Linked DNA regions of Pan troglodytes: region 2 is linked to region 1. A link is a contact called in public capture Hi-C data. All regions are on one chromosome and are shown on one strand. The core of a region is the stretch at or near the end of the contact, and the rest is flanking DNA. Distances in the headings are between cores, read along the strand shown.

Region 1 (3,545 bases), core at 621-3,120:
TTCCTGGCACATGCTCTTGCCTAGGTGAGGGTCTCCAGCTGCAGCTGGCCATGGGCATTCTCTTAGGTGATGAGCCCCTGACCCATGGGCCCTCTCATTCCAGAGGCATTGGCCATCTCAGCCAGACAAGATCATCATGGAGGCCACGCTGGAGCATGTCCTCGGGGCCTCTTGTACCCGTCAGAGCTTCTGGGGAGAAGTACAGACTGACTATGCACGCTGGCTGCGGCACTCCCTCCACCTGGGGCTCTGTGACCTGCCCAGGGTGAGTCTGCCCTGCAGAAGGGGGCAGCTGGAGGACCAGGGACCCATGGTGACAGGGCAGCAGGGAGGGTGGCGCCCGCAGAATGCAGGGGTGTGAGCGAGGCAGCCAGACGCCAGCATGGTGGCTCTGCCATTTGCCTGCTGGGTGACTGGGCAAGGTGCATCTCCTCTCTGAGCCTCTGGTGTTTCATCTGAGGAAGGAGCAGCAGGTTCCAGGACGTAGAGTGATGGTGAGACTTAAGAGAGACATGATGCGGGAATGCTCAGCCTTGTTGCCGGGCACATAAGTTAGAGCTGCTGTAGTCATCATTACCCCAGAGGAGAGGTGTTAGGACCCCTTTTCCTCAACGCCTTTCCCCTCCTGGGGTTGGTAGCTGATTGATTGGTTCTTCCATCCACCAACCCATCCATCCATTCCTTTACGCATCCTTCCATCCTCCTTCCTATCTTCCATCCATCCTCGTATATCTGCCCTCCCATGTACCCTCTCTCTCCATCCATTCATCCTCCAACCCTTCCTCCCTTGCATCCATTCATCCATCCATCCATCCCTCCCTCCCTCCCTCCATCCCAAGGACTCATACTCTTCTGTAAAGAGACAGATAGCAAATATTTTAGGCTTTATGAACCATCCAGTCTCTGTTCCAACAACCAACTTTACCACTGTCTTGTGAAAGCAGCTATAGACAATATGTAAATGAATCCTTATGGCTGTATTCCAGTAAAAGTATTTACAAGCCGGGTGCGGTGGCTCACACCTGTAATCCCACTACTTTGGGAGGCCGAGGCACGTGGATCACGAGGTCAGGAGATCGAGACCATCCTGGCTAACATGGTGAAACCTCGTCTCTACTAAAAATAGAAAAAATGAGCTGGGCATGGTGGCACGTGCCTGTAGTCCTAGCTACTCAGGAGGCTGAGGTAGGAGAATCGCTTGAACCTGGGAGGTGGAGGTTGCAGTGAGCTGAGATCGTGCCATTGTACTCCAGCCTGGCGACAGAGCACAACTCTGTCTCAAAATAAAAAGCATTTACAAGAGTGGGCAGTGAGCCAGATTCGGCCCCAAACCATAGTTTCCCACCCCTTATCTTTTCCTCTGTTCATTCAGAAAACATTTGTGTGTTTCACCTATGCCAGGCTGTGTTCTAGGTGCAGGGACTGGATGTGAAAGAGACAGCCTAGGTGCCGGCCTCCTGGGTGGCGCATTCCAGTGGGGCCAGGACGATACAACAAACTAGAGATGCATGGTCTATGGTCAGCGTGTGGTAAACGTTGTGCAGGAATGAAGCAGAGAGGGGCCAGGGTGTTGCAAAAAGGGGCCTCACTGGTGAGTGTGAGCCCTGCAGAGGGAAGGGGCCTAAGGCACGACTCTGCCTTGAGGAACACGGGGCAGCACTTACGGAGGGAGCAAGAGAAGTCAGGCTGGGACAATAAAGCAGGCCACAGGCCATGCCAGAGCCCAGCTTCTTAGGGGACGGCATCTGATTTGCGTTTCTTAGAGGTCAGCTGTGAGCTGGGACAGGTGTGGAGGCTGGGAGGCGGCAGCTGCTGCTGCATTCTCGGCGTAGGGGACTGGGGAGAGAGGAAGCTGCCACCCCTGTGCCTGCCTGACACCTAGACTCTCTCGTCCCAGGCCCTCTTGGTCGTCGGGGAGCACACCCTGGGCCAGGGTGGACTCCTGCTGCGTTGCCGCTGCCACCTGGGCCTTGCACCAGACCCAGACCACGGCCTGCATCTCAGCCTGACCCTCCAAAACCACAGCAGGCCTCGTTCAGCTGACTTCTCCGGGGCGCTGGAGGTCAGTGGCTAGGATGGGGCTGACAGTCCCTGGGAAAGATACCCTGGCATCCCTGCGGTTCCTCCCTGGCCAGCAGGCCCCCAACTGCCTGGGCGGCCCCGCTATCTAGTGGCTATCTGAGGAACTGCAAACCAGCATTCTGGATGGGGCCAGAGCTTCATTTTGGGTCGGGGGAACGCCTGCTGAACCCCAGGCCTGGCCCTGGCGCCAAGACAAAGCAGCTCCTCCGCAGTCCCAACACCCGGCCCTTCCTATAATGGAGAGGCAGTGGCTGGGCTGCCCAAGTTTGAATCCCAGCCTAGCTGCCTCCTGGTACCTGAGTTTCCTCCCCTGTAAAACGGGTATAATTGTACTGGCCCTATCTCCCATGGGGTTAATATTGCAAGGATTAAATATAGTCATAGGCATAGATCCCTTAGAGCAGTGCCTGAGAGAAAACAGCCACTACGTAAGTATTTGCTATTAGTCATTATTGGCACCATCTCCTCCCCCTCCTTCCTCCCAGCAGCCCTGGGAAGTAGGAAGGGCCAGAGTTGGCCTCCAATACCTACTCTGCCCTGACCTGGCCAGGTAATCCCAGGAAGGAACCTCTCTGAGCATGTGTTTCCTCATCTGTAGGAGGGGATCAGATATTTCACAGGGTGGTTCTTGGGAGTCTGGATACCGGTTCCCGCTGCCTGCATAGCCAAGGCACGTGACGTAGCAGGTGCTCTCTCGGCGTTTCCATCCCCCTCCTCTGTCTCCCTGGCCAGGTGAACTTGACCTTGTGACTTCCGTTTGCTGAGCCTCAGTCTTCCCCTCTGTCAAATGGGAACAAATACCATCTCCCTTGCAGAATCGTTAGGAGGAAACACATTTGCACAACATCTGCATGTAGCAGGTGCTTGTGAGAGGGGAGTTCCCTCCCTTCCCGGCATCCGAGCTGAATGAGCATGGCATTTCTGGGTTGAGAGTTCAGCAGCCGTGGCCATTTCAAAGGAGTTTCTCCTTCCAAGGTTCTTGTTCTCTGGGACTGACTGTCACTTCCCTGTTTCCAGCCAGGCCCCTGCCTGCCCCCGGCTCTGTAAGCCCCGTGCCTGATGGAACTGGAGCCCTGGGAGTGAACCCATGGCGGATGCTCGGCAAGAGGCTGGTCCTCTTGCTTCCCTGTCCCCGATTTATTTGGGACAGCTGTTCTCACTTCGTCCATTCTGGGGTCTGTGGAGTGGTCAGAAGGCTTTCACAGCCTTGTTTCTTCCTCACCCCAACCCAGTGGCCCCAGGACAGATGAGGGACAGATTCAGGGAGGTCAGGCACTCACCCAGGCTACACAGAGGCAGGCATGGCCCTTGCTCTTCAGTGACACCCAGCGGGGCTGAGCTCAGATGCTGGGAGCCATCCAGGGCCAACTCCGTGTGGTCTGCAGACCGTCCCCTGCCCCCACCTGCCTGGCAAGATCACACTGTGCTTGGTTAAATTCCACAGGAGTCCTGGGCTGTAGCCC
Region 2 (3,545 bases), core at 678-3,177, 250 kb before region 1:
CTCCGCCTCCTGGGTTCAAGAGATTCTCCTGCCTCAGCCTCCTGGGATTACAGGCATGGGCCACCATGCCTGGCTAATTTTTTTGGCATTTTTAGTAGAGACGGGCTTTCGCTATGTTGGCCAGGCTGGTCTCGAACTCCTGACCTCAGGTGATCTGCCTGCCTCAGCCTCCCAAAGTGCTGGGATTACAGGTATGAGCCACCATGCTCGGCCAGGGCTGTCTCTTTCTAACCCTGCACCACATGGTTTCATAAGAAATCTGGCCTTTGTGCACGATGTAGGGAGCAGAGTTCAGGATATTGGGGAAACTGAGGCTGAGGGATGCTCCAGTTTCAACTGATTGGAAAGACAGGTTGAGCCCAAACCGTTCCTCAAGAAAACACAACTGCAAGACCAGCCCAAACTGGACCTACTCTGTTGATAACAGAAGGTCAAGTTACCTGGCAGATATAACTGAGCCAACACAGCAAGTCAGGTATCCCAGACATGCACAGTTGGAAAAGCTTTGATGTCTCTCAACACCCAGAACTAGTGATTCCTCCCCGCAAAACCAAGAAGTCCAGGACATGCCCAGAACTTGACCACCGGAACTGTTTCAGAAGCGAGGGGTCCATTGGCTAGGAGGATCTGGGGTTATGCTTTGCCTCAACAGGCTCAGCGCGGTGGCTCATGCCTGTAATCCCAGCACTTTGGGAGGCCAAGGCGGGTGAATCACTTGAGTCCAGGAGTTAAGAGACCAGCCTGGCCAACATGGTGAAAACCCCGTCTCTACTAAAAATACAAAAATTAACTGGCTGCGATGGCTCGCACCTATAATTCCAGCTACCTGGGAGGCTGAGGCAGGGGAATCACTTGAAGCCTGGAGGCGGAGGTTGCAGTGAGCCGAGATCATATCACTGCACTCCATCCTGGGCGACAAAGCGAGATTCTGTCTCGAAAATAGATAGATAGATGACACATAGAGAGATAGACAGAGAGATAGATAGATAAAAATAAAATTCTGCCCTTGGCCTCTAGGGGGCCATACTGGCTTGCTGAGAAGTCACGGTGTTTTTATTTTACTTGAGTGCTGTGCGGTTATTGGAATTCCTCTATCTGCTAGGTTGCTTCTGGCACCCACATCACCTGCGCATGGCCTGCTTTCTCCTGCTGATCGTGTTCGTCTGGAGCCTGCGGGCCCTTCTGCCCCCAGTGCAGTCTGTCCATCTGTCTGTCTGTCCTTCCGTCAGCATTGCTCCCTTGTTCCAGCTCTCTTTACTCTCTGAAAGGGGCTCCTGGGAATGGGGGTCAGGCAGGAGGCTGTACCTGCCAGTATGTGGCCTTTACCCTTCCCCTCCTCCCCTCCCTTCTCTTTTTCTTTCTTTCTTTGAGACAGGGTCTCCCTCTGTTGCCCAGGCTGGAGTGCAATGGCATAATCACGGCTCACAGCAGCCTCGACCTCCTGGGCTCAAGCAACCCTCCTGTCCCAGCCTCCCATGTGGCAGATACTACAGGTATGCACCACCGTGCTTGGCTGATTTTTTTTTTTTTTTTTAATAGAGATGGGTTTCCTTATGTTTCCCAGGCTGGTCTTGAACTCCTGGGCTCAAGCCGTCCTCCCACCTCAGCCTCCCCAAATTCTGAGATTACAGGAGTCAGCCACTGCTCCCGGCCTGGTATCACGACTGTGTTCTGTCTCCTCCACACACGGGACCTTGTTCCTGGCCACCCACAGCAAACCAGCTCTCTCCTCTCCCTGGGCTTGGCTTCCTTCCTTCCTGGCAGCATCTTTGCCAGTGTGCCGGCTTGAAAACAGCCGAACATGAGGAGAGGTGGTGTAGACTGACAGGGGCTCACTCAAACTTGAGGAGAAGCCAAGCTGGGGCTGAGTTTGGAATGCATGCCATGGTTACAGACGACGTCATTCTGCCGTTTAGCTGTGACTCAGCAATTAGGATCAGATTTCCCATCCGGAGGGTTGTCCTTGTGACCTGCCAGATGGATGATCATCACCCCCATACCAGCATCGAGTGAGAAGACCTCGAGCCAGGGCCTGCACAAGGGTGGCTGCAGCCGTGATGAAGTGGCAGTGATTTGCAGAGCCTTGGGCTGCCTCTCTGCTGCAGGGACTGTGACAAATCGAAGAGGAAGCCTTCTAGAGCCCTGCATCATGTGCACTTCTTGGCACTTGTGAAATATTTCGTAATCCCAATTGCGTAGGTAGCTCCAGTTCTGCCGCCCACTGTCCGTGTGACCTCGGTGAAGTCACTTCATCTCTGAGCTTCAGTTTCCCAGGCTGCAGAACAAGTATCAGAGCGAGAACCCCTTCATTCGTTTGTTCATTCACTGACTTACACACTCAATCGCTCCACGAACATGTGCTGAGCAGCTGCTATGTGCTGGATGCAGTGCTCAGCCCTGCGGATCCAGCCGTGAATGCCTAATAAGGACCCAGCCCTGGCAGAGTGGACCTCCCTTTCTACTGAGAGGACAGTCAACAAACAAGGTTATCTACATCGACACATTGTTGGCCGGGTGCGGTGGCTCACACGTGTAATCTCAGCACTTTGGGAGGCTAAGGCAGGTGGATTGCTTGAGCCAGGAGTTCAAGACCAGCCTGGGTAACACGGTGAAACTATGTCTCTAGGAAACATACAAAAATTATCCGGGCATGGTGGCTCTCGCCTGTACTCCCAGCTACTTGGGGGGCTGAGAGGGCAGGATCTCTTGAGCCCAGGAGGCAGAGGCCCTGGCTAATTTTTGTGTTTTTAGTAGAGATGGGGTTTCACCATGTTGGCCAGGCTGGTCTTGAACTCCTGACCTCAAGTGATCCACCCTCCTCGGCCTCCCAAATTGATGGGATTACAGGCATGAGCCACCGCACCTGGCCTAAAAAGATTATTTTAAAGATGAATCTTTTTTCTTTGCCCAGACTTTGGATGTCCTTTTCTCTCTGTTTCATTCTTTTTTCTTTCTTTCTTTTTTTTTAATCTTTCTTCCAAAGTTTTATTGTAAAAATGTCCAAATATAAAGAAAAGTTGAAAGAACTATACGGGGAATACCTATGTATACATCACCCAGATAACATTTTGTCCTATTTGTCCATCCATCCATCTGTCCATCCATCCATCCATCCATCCATCCATCCACCCACCCACCCACCCACCCGTACATGCATCCCACCCACCCATCCATCCTTCCCTCCTTCTAACCATCCATCCACCCATCTATCCACCCATGCATCCACCACTCAACCATTTATTCTTCCCTCCCTCTAATCATTCATTCATCTACCCATCTATCCATGCCCCATCTATCCCTCCCACCCTCTAACCACCCATCCATCCGTTTATCCATCCATCCATCCCTCCCTCTAACCATTTATCCATCCATCCCTCTCTCCCTCTAACCATTCATCCATCTACCCATCCATACATCTACCCATCCATTTATTCATCCATCCATCCCTACCTCTGACCAGCTATGCATCCATTCCTGTCTCCCTCTAACCATCCCTCTAACCTCTACCCATTTGTTTACTCATCCATCCATCCATCCCTCTATCC

The links. Capture Hi-C pulls out chosen DNA fragments and counts their contacts.
Region 2: a contact with region 1 is called in a capture Hi-C map of stem cell-derived neural stem cells, with 5 times the contacts expected there. The contact joins two enhancer-like sites. A contact is called at or near these places in 2 of 7 Hi-C or Micro-C datasets (induced pluripotent stem cells and stem cell-derived neural progenitor cells) and 1 of 1 other capture datasets (stem cell-derived neural stem cells).

The regions. Positions count from the first base shown.
Region 1 is chr18:14,042,771-14,046,315 of NHGRI_mPanTro3-v2.0_pri, reverse strand. It overlaps LOC101056957, which reads left to right. Exons shown (of 67, transcript XM_016929426.3): 53 at 104-265; 54 at 1,898-2,062. Among named protein-coding and RNA genes, the nearest start is that of RMI2, 51 kb to the right of the region's middle. Within about 2 kb of position 1,870, at least 2 of the 24 cell types and tissues checked have an H3K27ac peak or open chromatin away from gene starts, as enhancers often do. A contact at or near this core is called in stem cell-derived neural stem cells, where this site is marked.
Region 2 is chr18:14,288,258-14,291,802 of NHGRI_mPanTro3-v2.0_pri, reverse strand. All of the region lies in intron 5 of LOC134808736 (a long non-coding RNA gene), which reads left to right. Among named protein-coding and RNA genes, the nearest start is that of SNN, 32 kb to the left of the region's middle. Within about 2 kb of position 1,927, at least 18 of the 24 cell types and tissues checked have an H3K27ac peak or open chromatin away from gene starts, as enhancers often do. A contact at or near this core is called in stem cell-derived neural stem cells, where this site is marked.